Regions from separate parts of the Arachis hypogaea genome. Here region 2 is linked to region 1. A link is a contact called in public Hi-C data. All regions are on one chromosome and are shown on one strand. The core of a region is the stretch at or near the end of the contact, and the rest is flanking DNA. Distances in the headings are between cores, read along the strand shown.

What was found. Hi-C and Micro-C count contacts between places; a contact is called where the count stands out from the background.
Region 2: a contact with region 1 is called in a Hi-C map of leaf, with 3 times the contacts expected there. The contact joins the promoter of LOC112737429 here to the promoter of LOC112737421 in region 1. A contact is called at or near these places in 2 of 8 Hi-C or Micro-C datasets (both in leaf).

Annotation. Positions count from the first base shown.
Region 1 is chr13:15,224,822-15,230,511 of arahy.Tifrunner.gnm2.J5K5, reverse strand. LOC112737421 (GCN5-related N-acetyltransferase 10, chloroplastic) reads left to right here and starts at 3,040. Exons shown (of 4, transcript XM_025787327.3): 1 at 3,040-3,823; 2 at 4,061-4,113; 3 at 4,194-4,364; 4 at 4,455-4,773. The coding sequence starts at 3,440. The coding sequence ends at 4,671. LOC112737420 (chloroplast envelope quinone oxidoreductase homolog) reads right to left here. Exons shown (of 4, transcript XM_025787326.3): 4 at 4,819-5,690. The coding sequence ends at 5,181. It overlaps LOC112737423 (MICOS complex subunit MIC10), which reads left to right. Exons shown (of 3, transcript XM_025787329.2): 3 at 1,152-1,381. The coding sequence ends at 1,172.
Region 2 is chr13:15,359,860-15,365,549 of arahy.Tifrunner.gnm2.J5K5, reverse strand. It overlaps LOC112737429, which reads left to right and starts at 3,346. Exons shown (of 2, transcript XM_025787336.3): 1 at 3,346-4,483; 2 at 4,851-5,363. The coding sequence starts at 3,494. The coding sequence ends at 5,189. LOC112737430 (transcription factor bHLH81-like) reads right to left here. Exons shown (of 5, transcript XM_025787337.3): 5 at 5,633-5,690.

The sequences.
Region 1 (5,690 bases), core at 1,791-4,290:
ACTATTTTGTAGAAATTTGTCCTCAAAGAGTAGGAAAAGTACATTAATGGAAAGAGCTTGAGAATTTAGATGTCTCTGCGCTTGAAATTTGCACAGTGGCCTTTGGAACTTAAATATTTGAAATTTTTTCATTTCATCTTCTATAATGATTTGGAAAAAAATAAGGTCTTTGCCTCTTTAAAATTTTATTCTTAAAAATGAAACAATGATGTTAGCGAGTTTATACTCCTAACACACATTGTTGGCTTGTTGGTTTTTTCTTAACTGCATAATGAATTTGATACTTGCATTGGAGAGCAAGTGAGGAGAGTGCATGAGAAAAGAAATATTGAAATAATCCAAGAGAAATGGACAAATAGGTTCTTGACATTTTATAGCGAATATGATTAAGTCTCTTGCCAAATTTGATTACAAACAAGCCCTGACCTTTGTAAACAGGAGACACATAGCCATAGGTCCCTTCATACTGGGTTCAAATCATCACCAAGGGGACCTATGTCTCCTGTTTTGAAAGATCGGGAATTTAATTGTAATTAAATTTGATGAGGGATTTAGGGTCCGTTTGGGAAACTCTAGAAGTAGCTTTTTTTAACTTTTGACTTATGAAAAGTAGTAGTATTAATGTTGGGTGCAATTTTCAAAACTAAATTACAACTTTCTAAGAAACTATTTTGGAGCTTATAGAGAAGTTAAAAAAAATGACTTCTCTCATAATACTTCTACTTTTCATTACATTTCTATAAAATAAGCACTTTTAGAGTTAAAAATCCAAACACAAAATAACTTATTTATAAGTTACTTTTAACAGAGTCATTTATTGTTTAAGTTATTTTATCAAAAGGAGCTTAATTAAGTTAGTTACCCAAACTGGGCCTTAATCCCCTTCGAGATAAAAGGTCAGGGACTTTTTTGTTCTTTTCTCTAATCTCAATTGTGGACATCTTATGAACTATGAACTTCCACTGGTATATGGTAATGACTAGAGAAGACTGAAGCTTAAATGCTGGTGGTTGTAGTTTGTTTTACTTTTAATCTGAGTGGCAGGGGATACTGGTTGATTTGATTGCTCATTATGTAACTTTTGTGGGCAATGCATGCCCTTGCACTGAGTGGATTGGGAACTTAACTTGCTTACTTGCTCTTATTTCCAGAATGTGTCGGACACGGAGTAGATGCTTGCTTAAGGGATCCCGCTTCTTGGATGTCAAGACAGAATGTTATTATTATTATTGGTGGTTTTTTTTCCATACCGGTAACATGTAGAAACCCTGTGATTCTGTAATGTATGCAGAGTTCATTCACAAGCTGTTAACGTTGGATCACAAAATAGAAATAACCATTGCCTTCTGCAGATTTCAAGTTGTGTCTGCACAATTTTCAATCTGAATGCTAGCTAGTGTCTTATCATTTCTGCTTAGGCATATGACACCATGCGTCTTTGTGTGATTTCAATTTTGTCTTGTATAATTGAACTGGATGGCTTCTTGCCGTGAGTCTTAAATGGAATCGAATAATGGATACACTAGCTAGAAAGATGAAGTTGAATGAACAAGAAGTGCTCGTTCTTCGTTTCTGAGCTTGAATTCCCATCCGAAGTTAGTTAAAGGCCCCACGGCAGGATTTTGGGGAATTAAGTCTATGCATAAGAAATTGCCAGTTGTGGAAATATCAAAATATGATTTGTGTTGTGTTTGTGAGCTTGTTACCTATTTCAGTATTTGAGTTGTATTATGAAAATTAAAACAATCGAATAAGTACTTGGTTTTATACATCATGCCATATGTACTTTGTTGAAAGTGAAAGTTCGTCGATACCACGTAAAATGACATCCCGGGAAGATGAAATTATTAAAGGTTCAAACTTTCGGACGCATAACACATGGATGAAATGGGACGCTTTTAAAATGTTCCCGTTTAAAAATTGGACATTAGTGTTCTGGTTAAATTTAAACTATGCATATCTTTGATTGAAGATTCAATTTGGTCCATTTTCACAAAGGACTATTCCTATATAAAAAAAAAAGACACCTAAACCCTCAAATTTTTTTTTATTATTTTAGAATAATATGACTTCTCTAATAAAAGATCTGTCAAATAGTAATGACAACTATTTTTATAGGAGATTTTATTTGTATTTTGTGAGAATTTTAAATTTTCACAAAGTTTTTTTCAACAATACTAATATTATCAACATTAATGTTATTTTCTTTCGTTTCTTATTTAATGCTATTTTTTTCCTTTAAAAAGTCTTCGTACTACAATTATTTTTTTTCTTGCGATATCATGTCTATTAATGGTTTTTTTTTCCATTTAACCACCACTGGTGAAGGAATTTTTTGAAAACAAACTTATTAATAGTTTGTGGGAATTTAAAACTCCACAAATTACAAATAAAACTTCCACAAAATTAATTTACGTTACTATTTAACGAATTTTTAAATAGAAAAATCGTATTGTCCCAAAATAAAAAGGTTGAGACCCGGAGTATCTCTTTTTTAGACAGAAATCGCCTTGTCTTTCGTGAAAATAAATAAGGGTCGAATTGAGTGTTTACTCGCATATCTTTTATTGATAGATGTAATGGTTAGAATTTAATAGAGTCTAGTAATTAAAACTTGATCACCATTATGAATTTTTAAGTTGTCGATAATTATATGAGTAATTATTTAAATTAGTCTTTGAAATTTTTAAAATCAGATATTTTAGTCTATTCGATTTTAAAATACACAAAATAGCTTTTAATATTTTAGTGACTAACAAAAAGTGATTGTATTATCTAACAAAAAAATATTAAAAATTTGTGTATTTTAAAATCTAAAAGACTAAAATATATAATTTTAAAAATTTTACAAACTAATTTAAATAATTACTCTAATTATATTTTTTAAAAAGATAAAATTATAAAGAATATAAAAAGACCTAAAAATTACTATCTGAACTAATATTAAAAGACGTATCAAAAATTACTAAAATATAATTTTTTAATTAAAATAAAATAGTATAAATTATTTAAAATTTAATACAATGCAATAAATGAAATATAATATATAAATTTAATTTTAATATATTATTAATATAAAATAATTTTATATATGCATCTAATTAAATATCAATCAAAATAACTATTTACATTTGTAACAAATTTTCTAATTATCACTGTAACCTTTATATACGACGAGCAGCAAGAGAATCACTACTTCGAATATAGAAATGACATTCATTCAGTTTTCCCTGGCTGGCATGAATCCACGTGGCCTATATATTTGAGAGGCAGAGTCAGAGAGAGCAAGAGAGTCCACAAAAGCAAGAACTGGTGGTCCCACTCGGAATCCTGTAATGGATCCTGCATCTGACATCACCAGCACCAGCAAGAAGGCTATGTTATGTAGCGTATAAGCTTGCTTATCTTGTTTTCTTTCTTTGTTTGGTTGCATTTATGTATGGCTTATTTACTGGCATGCAACCCCACCACTTCACACAAGCTTTTCTGCTCAGAAATCTTTCTTGATTCTAGAGCAGTTTCCAGAAATGCATGTTGCAGTAGTGTGAGAAGGAGTAGCGGCGGCTTTGTGTTGCAATGCACCACCACAAGTAGTACTTCTCAGTTATCTCGTGCAGATCAGAATTTGAGTCTGCAGCAGCAGATTGAGAACGCTGGTGAGAAGCTTAAGCAGCAACTCGAGTATTTGGTATGTGAATATGGATGGAAGGTAAGGAGGCTTGTTGAGAATAAAGATGAGACAAAGAAAGCCGCTCTAATTCAGGCAGAAGCGTTCCATGAGCCTGTGGCTCTTTTTAATGACTTGTTCTTTCAATTCTTTAAGGTCAATCTTTTGCTTCTCTTATTTTTCTTTTTCTTTTTCAACCAGATACTCTGATTATGTAAAATATTTTTTGTACTCATTCAATTGCATTAGTTTTTTTTACTATTCATTCAAGTAGTATTATTGATGTAGCTAGCGTTCCGTGCAAAACTGTTTTACGCGTATCAAAATTAAATTCTAAAAGAAATCACTTCGTTAGTTCACTGTGAATTTGATGCATTTACAATATGCAAGTAGGCGGAAGTGCTTTCTGGGCTCATGTACAAGCTTAATAACTCACCTCCCAATAGGTAAATTTGTGAACATCTGAACTTCTAAAGATAATAAAAGAGAGAGAAATATCAAGAATTGATCATTGGTGTTTGTGTAGGTATGCTTGTTTGGTGGCTGAGGCAGCCACAGAAGATGCAGATTCACAAAAACAACTTGTAGGGGTCATAGATGTCACTGTCTTAAGAGACCGAGATGTGCTTCAACATCTTCCTGCTGAAGCACAAGAGTACCTTTACATATCAGGAATAGCAGTCTCCAAAACATTCAGGTAGCTAAGTGAAATCTAATATAGACTTCGTTTATTTGGTTTTCATTGTGCTGTTAAGTGTGTATTTATGAAACTAACTGGTGACTACAGGAGGAGGAAAATAGCTACTGCATTGTTGGAAGCGTGTGACAAGCTTTCCATTCTGTGGGGTCATGAGTTTCTTGCACTTCGGGCTTATGAAGAAGATCTTGGTGCACGCAAATTGTACACAAATGCAGGATACCATGTTGTGTCTAGAGATCCACCATGGACAAGTAATTGGATTGGACGAAAATGTCGTGTTCTTATGATTAAAAGAACTAGCTAGCTTAATGTATAAGTTTTGAGACATCTTACATCCAAACGAAACCTCAACATGAGTAAAGTGTATCATAAGTACATAGTTTGTGATAGTATAACTATTTTGTAATTCTCATGCTGTCAAAATATGCTTTTCAAGTGAGAAGCCTCAAACTTTTAGCAAACCCTTTTACTAAAATTCGTATGCAATAAACTAAACAGCGGAAAGTGCTTAACAGCAGAGATAAACTGTTTTTACATACTAACACAAGCACCCCAAAAATGAAAATAAAATAAATAAAATAAAACAAATAAAATCCAGGTAAAAGACTTGAGTGATTTCCCTAATAAAGCATCTTATATCACACACCCCAAAAAAAAAAAAGATCTTACCATTTACAAACAGCAAAGGAATGACACACTCCAAACACTAGAATACATAAAAACAGCAGCATAGCATATGCTGCTTATTCACTTCTATATACCTTGTACCATACATGGATACACAGAAATATTGAAACTGCAAGCAAACAGAGCTTATGTCTCCACAATGATTTTTCCAGTAGCATGGCCATCAATGCTCTTAGCCCAAGCATCTTCAGCTTTGCTCAAAGGAAACCTAGAGTCAATAACAGTCTTGATTTTCCCATCCTTCACTAACTGAACCATATGCTCCAGGCCCTCCCGCTTGATAGTAACGAAGAATGGCACCAGCTGCTTCTTGGAAAAAGTAATTTTCTTCACAGCAAATGTCCACAAAGAACTCGCATTAGGTGTCAAATCGATTACCTTCCCATTTTCAGTCAAATTAGGACTGAAAGTTGACCATGGTATTCCGGTTGTACAATGTATCACAGCATCATATTTCTTGCCTGATGGACTCTTTAGGGCTGCCCCCTCTGGAGTCTTGTAGTCAAGAACCTCATCAGCTCCTAAGCCCTTAACAAACTCGATGTTGCGAGCCCCACAAGTGGCTGTCACATGTGTGTTCCCTAGTTTTGCTAGTTGAACAGCATAATGACCTACACCACCCGAAGCAGCAGTTAC
Region 2 (5,690 bases), core at 2,097-4,596, 130 kb before region 1:
TCAAAAGTAATAATGACTTATTCAATTTAGCATTTATAACAATAAATGAGATCACCATTATATAAGTCATTTAATTTGAAATAGCATAATTTGTGATTATAATTAATATATGTATTGCCCATAAATAAGTTAGGAAATCAAATAATTTCCTAACAAGGTGCACTTAGTCTGTGCTTGTTTTGAAACGAGTTTACATTCTGAATTTAATTTTGGGTTTATTTCTAAATATGATTTTGATTCATTTCTGTTCTACACCATTCAAACTCTTCCTCTTCACATTCGCTTCTTCACCAGGAAAAGAAGAAGAAAAAGAAAGAAAGAAATACAGCAACAACAACAAAAAAAATTAGAAAGGAAGGCGAAAAAGAATGAATAGGAGGAGAAACGCGAAGATGCTCTGTACATAAATCAGCGTGAAAAGAAAAAGAAGCTCCATCCGTAAATGAACGTGAGAAGAAGATAAGCATATAATCACGCTGAGTCTAAATGATTTTTGTTGGTGTTGGACTACTTAAATAAACTTAAAATGAAAAATATTTAAATGTGTAATAACCTATATTATTATATGATGTAACAAATAAAGTCTAAAAAAATTAGATAGCACTATCATATAAATAATTTTTATAATAATATATATTTGTAATTCTAGAGAAATAGATAGATTTGGATTTTTTTTACCTCTTTTTTAATTATCATCCACTAAAATCATGATTATAAATATAAATTTAATTTCATTATAGTAGATATGAATCAAGTTCGATGATATAAATATATCATTATTCTACATCTTTATATATGTACCTTTATTATTAAATTTTGTATCTATATATAATTTTTAAAATACTAATGAGGTTGAGTAATACATTTAATCATAAAACTTTTATTTTTTTAAATTTATTAGTAATTTAAAAGAAGTGGCTTAATATGTGTTTGAATTAAAAGTTTATAAATAAAAATTTGTATAAAATGGATTTTATAAAATTTATTTTTATTAAAAACAAATTGGTGTCAGAGGAATTTATGTTTGATAATTTTTATATTAAAATAAATTATAATAAATTAAACGTTGTTTGAATATACTATTTAAAATTATTTTTAGATAAATTTTTTTTGAAAAAGATACAAATTTAAATAATTATTTTATTTTAAATATTTAAATATTTAAATAAATTTTAATATTTTTTTATAGTACTCTTATATTTTTTAGTACTCTTTCAATTATAATTTTTTATTATTTATAATTTTAATATTATTTTATATTAATTTTATTGAATTCATTCTTTTTAGTAAGATTAATAAAATTATAATACAGAATAAAAAATAAAATAAAATAAAATAAAGTTTTATAAAAAAATAAAAAAGAGCATTTATATAAATAAAATATTAAAAAATAATCAAATAAAAAATAAAAATAGAGTATTTTTTGGTGTTCTAAATATTAAATCAGATGCCTACATAGAAGCATGGAAATAAAATCAGGTTATGAGATAGTAATTAAGTCTATCTATGTATAATATCAGTTAAACTTTAGATTTAACTAATATAAGTGGGTGACCATTTTGATGAGAGGCTCCAACGTTAGACTGTCATTGAATGTTGTTATACCTATTTCTATGTTCACTTTATCTGCTTTCCTTTGTGATTTTTTTTTTATTAATTTATTATGATTTTGCAAGGTATCTTGCAACTATACTAAATTGAATTCAAACTCTCGCATTTATAGATAGAGAAGAGATAAGGATATAATCTCTCCATAAAGAATATCTTAGTAAGAAAGAAGTAAAATAATCAGCTTATTAAATAGTGGTTGAGTCAATTTATTAATATGTATGATAGCTGCTAAATTTAGAATTTGACCAATATAATACAGGCGGTGGGGAACTATTTGGGTGAGAAGTTCGGTGAAAATCTAACTCACGTTTTTATACGCATATATTTATTTATGCAATTTTATCTGCTTTCTTTTGTTGTTTTTTCATTATGATTTCAAATGGTATTTTGCAACGTTAAGATGAAGACAAATTGTCACTGCATTGATTGATAAAGAAAAGATAACGATGTAATTAGCACAGTAAATAAATAATAACTTTATTCAGTAGATAGTGATAATTCAATATAATTATGATTGTAGCACAAAAAATAGAATATTTTATGAATAAATAAATTAAACATTTTATTTATTAATTTATATAATTTAGATGGTATTTACATTTTTAAATTGTATTATATATTTTATCTTTGATCATTTTTAATGCTAATTTGGATTTTTTTTAGTAAAAAAATAATTTTTTTAAATAAAATATGTTTATTTAATTTAAAATTTATTTAAATACATCTTTAAAAAAAGTATTTTTTTAAAAAAATTATTTACATTTTTTAAAAATTAACAATACTTTACTTTTAAAAAAATATAAATAAAAAATATTTTTAATATTTAAAATTTTTCTTAAAAAATTATCTAAACAAAAATAATTTTTTATTAAACATTTTTTTATAAAATAAAAAAAAGTACTTCTTCAAAAATTAATACAAACTTATTTTTTGTTCTTTTTTACCGTTTTTTTTTTTTAGTTTTTTAACACTGTCAACTCTTTCATTTTTTAAATATTGTTGTCAAATTTTTTATTTTCTAACTAATTTGCATAGACATCTTGAAAACATGAAAATAAAATTTTTTATATTGTCTTTTTTTTCAAGAATAAAATTTTATTAATAAATTTTAATAAAAAATAATTTCATAATATGGGTAAAAAAATAAGAAGATGATGTTTAAAGAAGTCAAGTATAATAAATAATACTAAAAGTAGGTCAATTTAATTCTAAAAATTTAAGATTGAACAAGTATATTTATTTAATACTTATTATGTATTTACTGAATTAAAGGTGTTAATGAATAATAAATTAATTATTTAATTTTTTTAATATTATTTCTTAGGGATAAATCAATATAACTACAATTAATAATTTTAAAATAATAATTTATTTTATATTTAATACTATATAAAAATAAATTATTAATTTAATAAAAATTTAAATAACTAAAATTATATATTTAATAGAAATATAATTTTATATTTTCAAATATTAAAAATACATTAAAAAAAAACAAATTAAATATATTTTTATTATTTTTAACGTTTAAAAATGGATTATTCAACCCTCTAGTAAAAATATAAGACAAGAGTTAAGAGATCGATTCACTAAGAAAACAGTGGAATGTTATGGTAGCGCACTCACACTCATCCAGCAAACAGACCCCTTTGATCTCGACACGGTAAGGGTTACGTGGCCACTTCAGGTAGAGCTATAACACGTGTTGCCACCTGATTCTATTCCTCCATACAACGTGTCAGTTACATTGGAGTGTTGCAAACCACCGACTTCTGCATATTCCAAAAACCGAAACAAATCTCCAATCTGCGACATCGTATATACAACAATCCCATCACATCGTTCAACCTTCAAAGTCCATTTTTCATTTCCAATAGTAACAATGATGAACGTATTAGCGTTGAGTCTGTTTTTGACTTCTCTTGCAGGAGCAGGCCTGTTCTCTCCCACGCCGTCCGCAGATCAAAAGCAAGCGGAAAGCACCATTGTCAAAGAAGGCCATCGGGTTGTCGTTGTTGAATTTGATGGAGATGGTCATCAGAACACCAAAATCTCCATTTCACCGGAGCAGCACGCAGAATCCGACCCCGGTGGTGTTCTTCTCAACACCGCCAAGGAGAAGATGAAGGAGGCGGCATCCGTTCTCCCTAACGTGGGACAAGGATTATCCTCCCAAGCACATGATGCCGCCTTCCTCCACGCTTCCAAGGACCTCATTTGTGATGCCTACGGAAAGTGCAAGCATAAGATAGCCAGTGCCGTGGATAAAGCCAAAGACAAAGCCCATGACGTTATAGACCTAGAGAGAGAGTCGTTGGCAAGGAAGAAAGAGGCGGCGCGTGGTGTAGTTGAGAAGGCCAAAGAAACCGTTTACGATAAAGCTCATGATGCAAAGGAGTATACAAAAGAAGCTGTGGAGAAGGCAAAAGAACAAGGGCAAACCCTCAGGAATGATGTGGTTATGAACGTCACGGAAGGAAATGATATGCTTTTGGGGGTTCGGGTAGCCATGAGGCGAGTTGCTGCTGAATATTTGGGATCCATGGACTATTTGGATTCATTAATGGGTGTGGCAAATTTGATGGGGTTTGCAACTGCTTATGGACTGTGTGTTTGGGTTACTTTCTTCTCAAGCTATGTGCTGTCGAGGGTTATGCCGAGACAACAATTTGCGGTGGTACAAAGTAAGATATACCCTGTATATTTCAAAGCTATGGCTTATAGTACTGGGATGGCTTTGGTGGGCCATGTCTTTGGCCATAGGACCAAGGCGCTCTCTCGTAAAGCTGAGATATTTCAAGCTTATAACCTTATTGCTGCACTTTTCACTGTTTTTGCCAATTCTGTTTACTTGGAACCTCGCGCTACTAAGGTATATAACCGTTACTTCTTCCTTCACTTAGATTACAGACTAGTCTCTGCTGACAGTTAAAACCAATTCTCTTTCTTGGAAATATTAATGACAATTAATGATTTCATATGAGCACTTCAGCATCAATGTTTTCCACCTTCGTATTTTGGTATTGAAAGCTGTTAAAAACATTTTAAATACACAAACAAGTTAAGGTTTATATGGTGTTGAAGTAATCATAAAGAGAATGTGGAATCATGTGTCTGCTTATTTTTCGTACACATATCAAGATTTACCTCGTTGAGATTATACTGGTATCAGGATATAATGGTATCAGGGAAGCTTTTTAAAATATGATATTGATTCAATTTTTCTTTTTAATGATTAGCTGATGTTCGAAAGGATGAAACTGGAGAAAGAAGAAGGAAGGGGAAGAGAGGATATGACTGGTGAACATAGCAGAACAGAAGAGCATCAACATCAGCACAGTACTGCTGATCCTAATGAAACCGGCACAAATAGCGCCACCACCCCAGCCTCGGCCTCAGGAGCAGCAACACCCACACGAGGTGCAGAGCAAGATGCATTCAGATCGAAAATTTTCAAGCTTAATGAGAAGCTGAAGAAGTTGAATTCATACTCCTCCATCTTAAACATCCTCACTCTCATGTTTCTTACTTGGCATCTCATCTATTTGGGTCAGCGTGTTCATCACGGCCCATGTTGAGCTAAAAAAAATTTAGCAGTAATGTTTCTTGTGAAGATACGTGTTTGTAAATGTGTGTTTTATGTTTGTGATGACTAGTGTAGTCAATCCGTAGATTTATATCTTTCATAGTTCATAGTTTATTAGTATGTTTATGTTTACGAAGTACGTTATAATATAGTGTTTTTTTCCTCATGATTAATGTGTTATGCTTATATCAATGAGTTTTCACAGTATGGATCATGCTTTAAATAAAGGAACGGTTACATTACCTTCAATCTTTGGTCGGAACTCGGAAGTGACGCATTTGGTTTGCTTTCGTCACTGTTCCTACATCTATTTGTTTGAAATTAATTAAATGGTAAATAAATAAATTATATGCTGCTTTTAGGATTCATTCGCCTCTGATGGTTAAGCAAGTGTCACAAATTTGGTCGGATGAAAATATGCAAATGACGCAAAACTACAAAGGGACTTCTCTACTGAAGTTAATTCATCAAAGAATTTGTTGGGGCAGTCAAA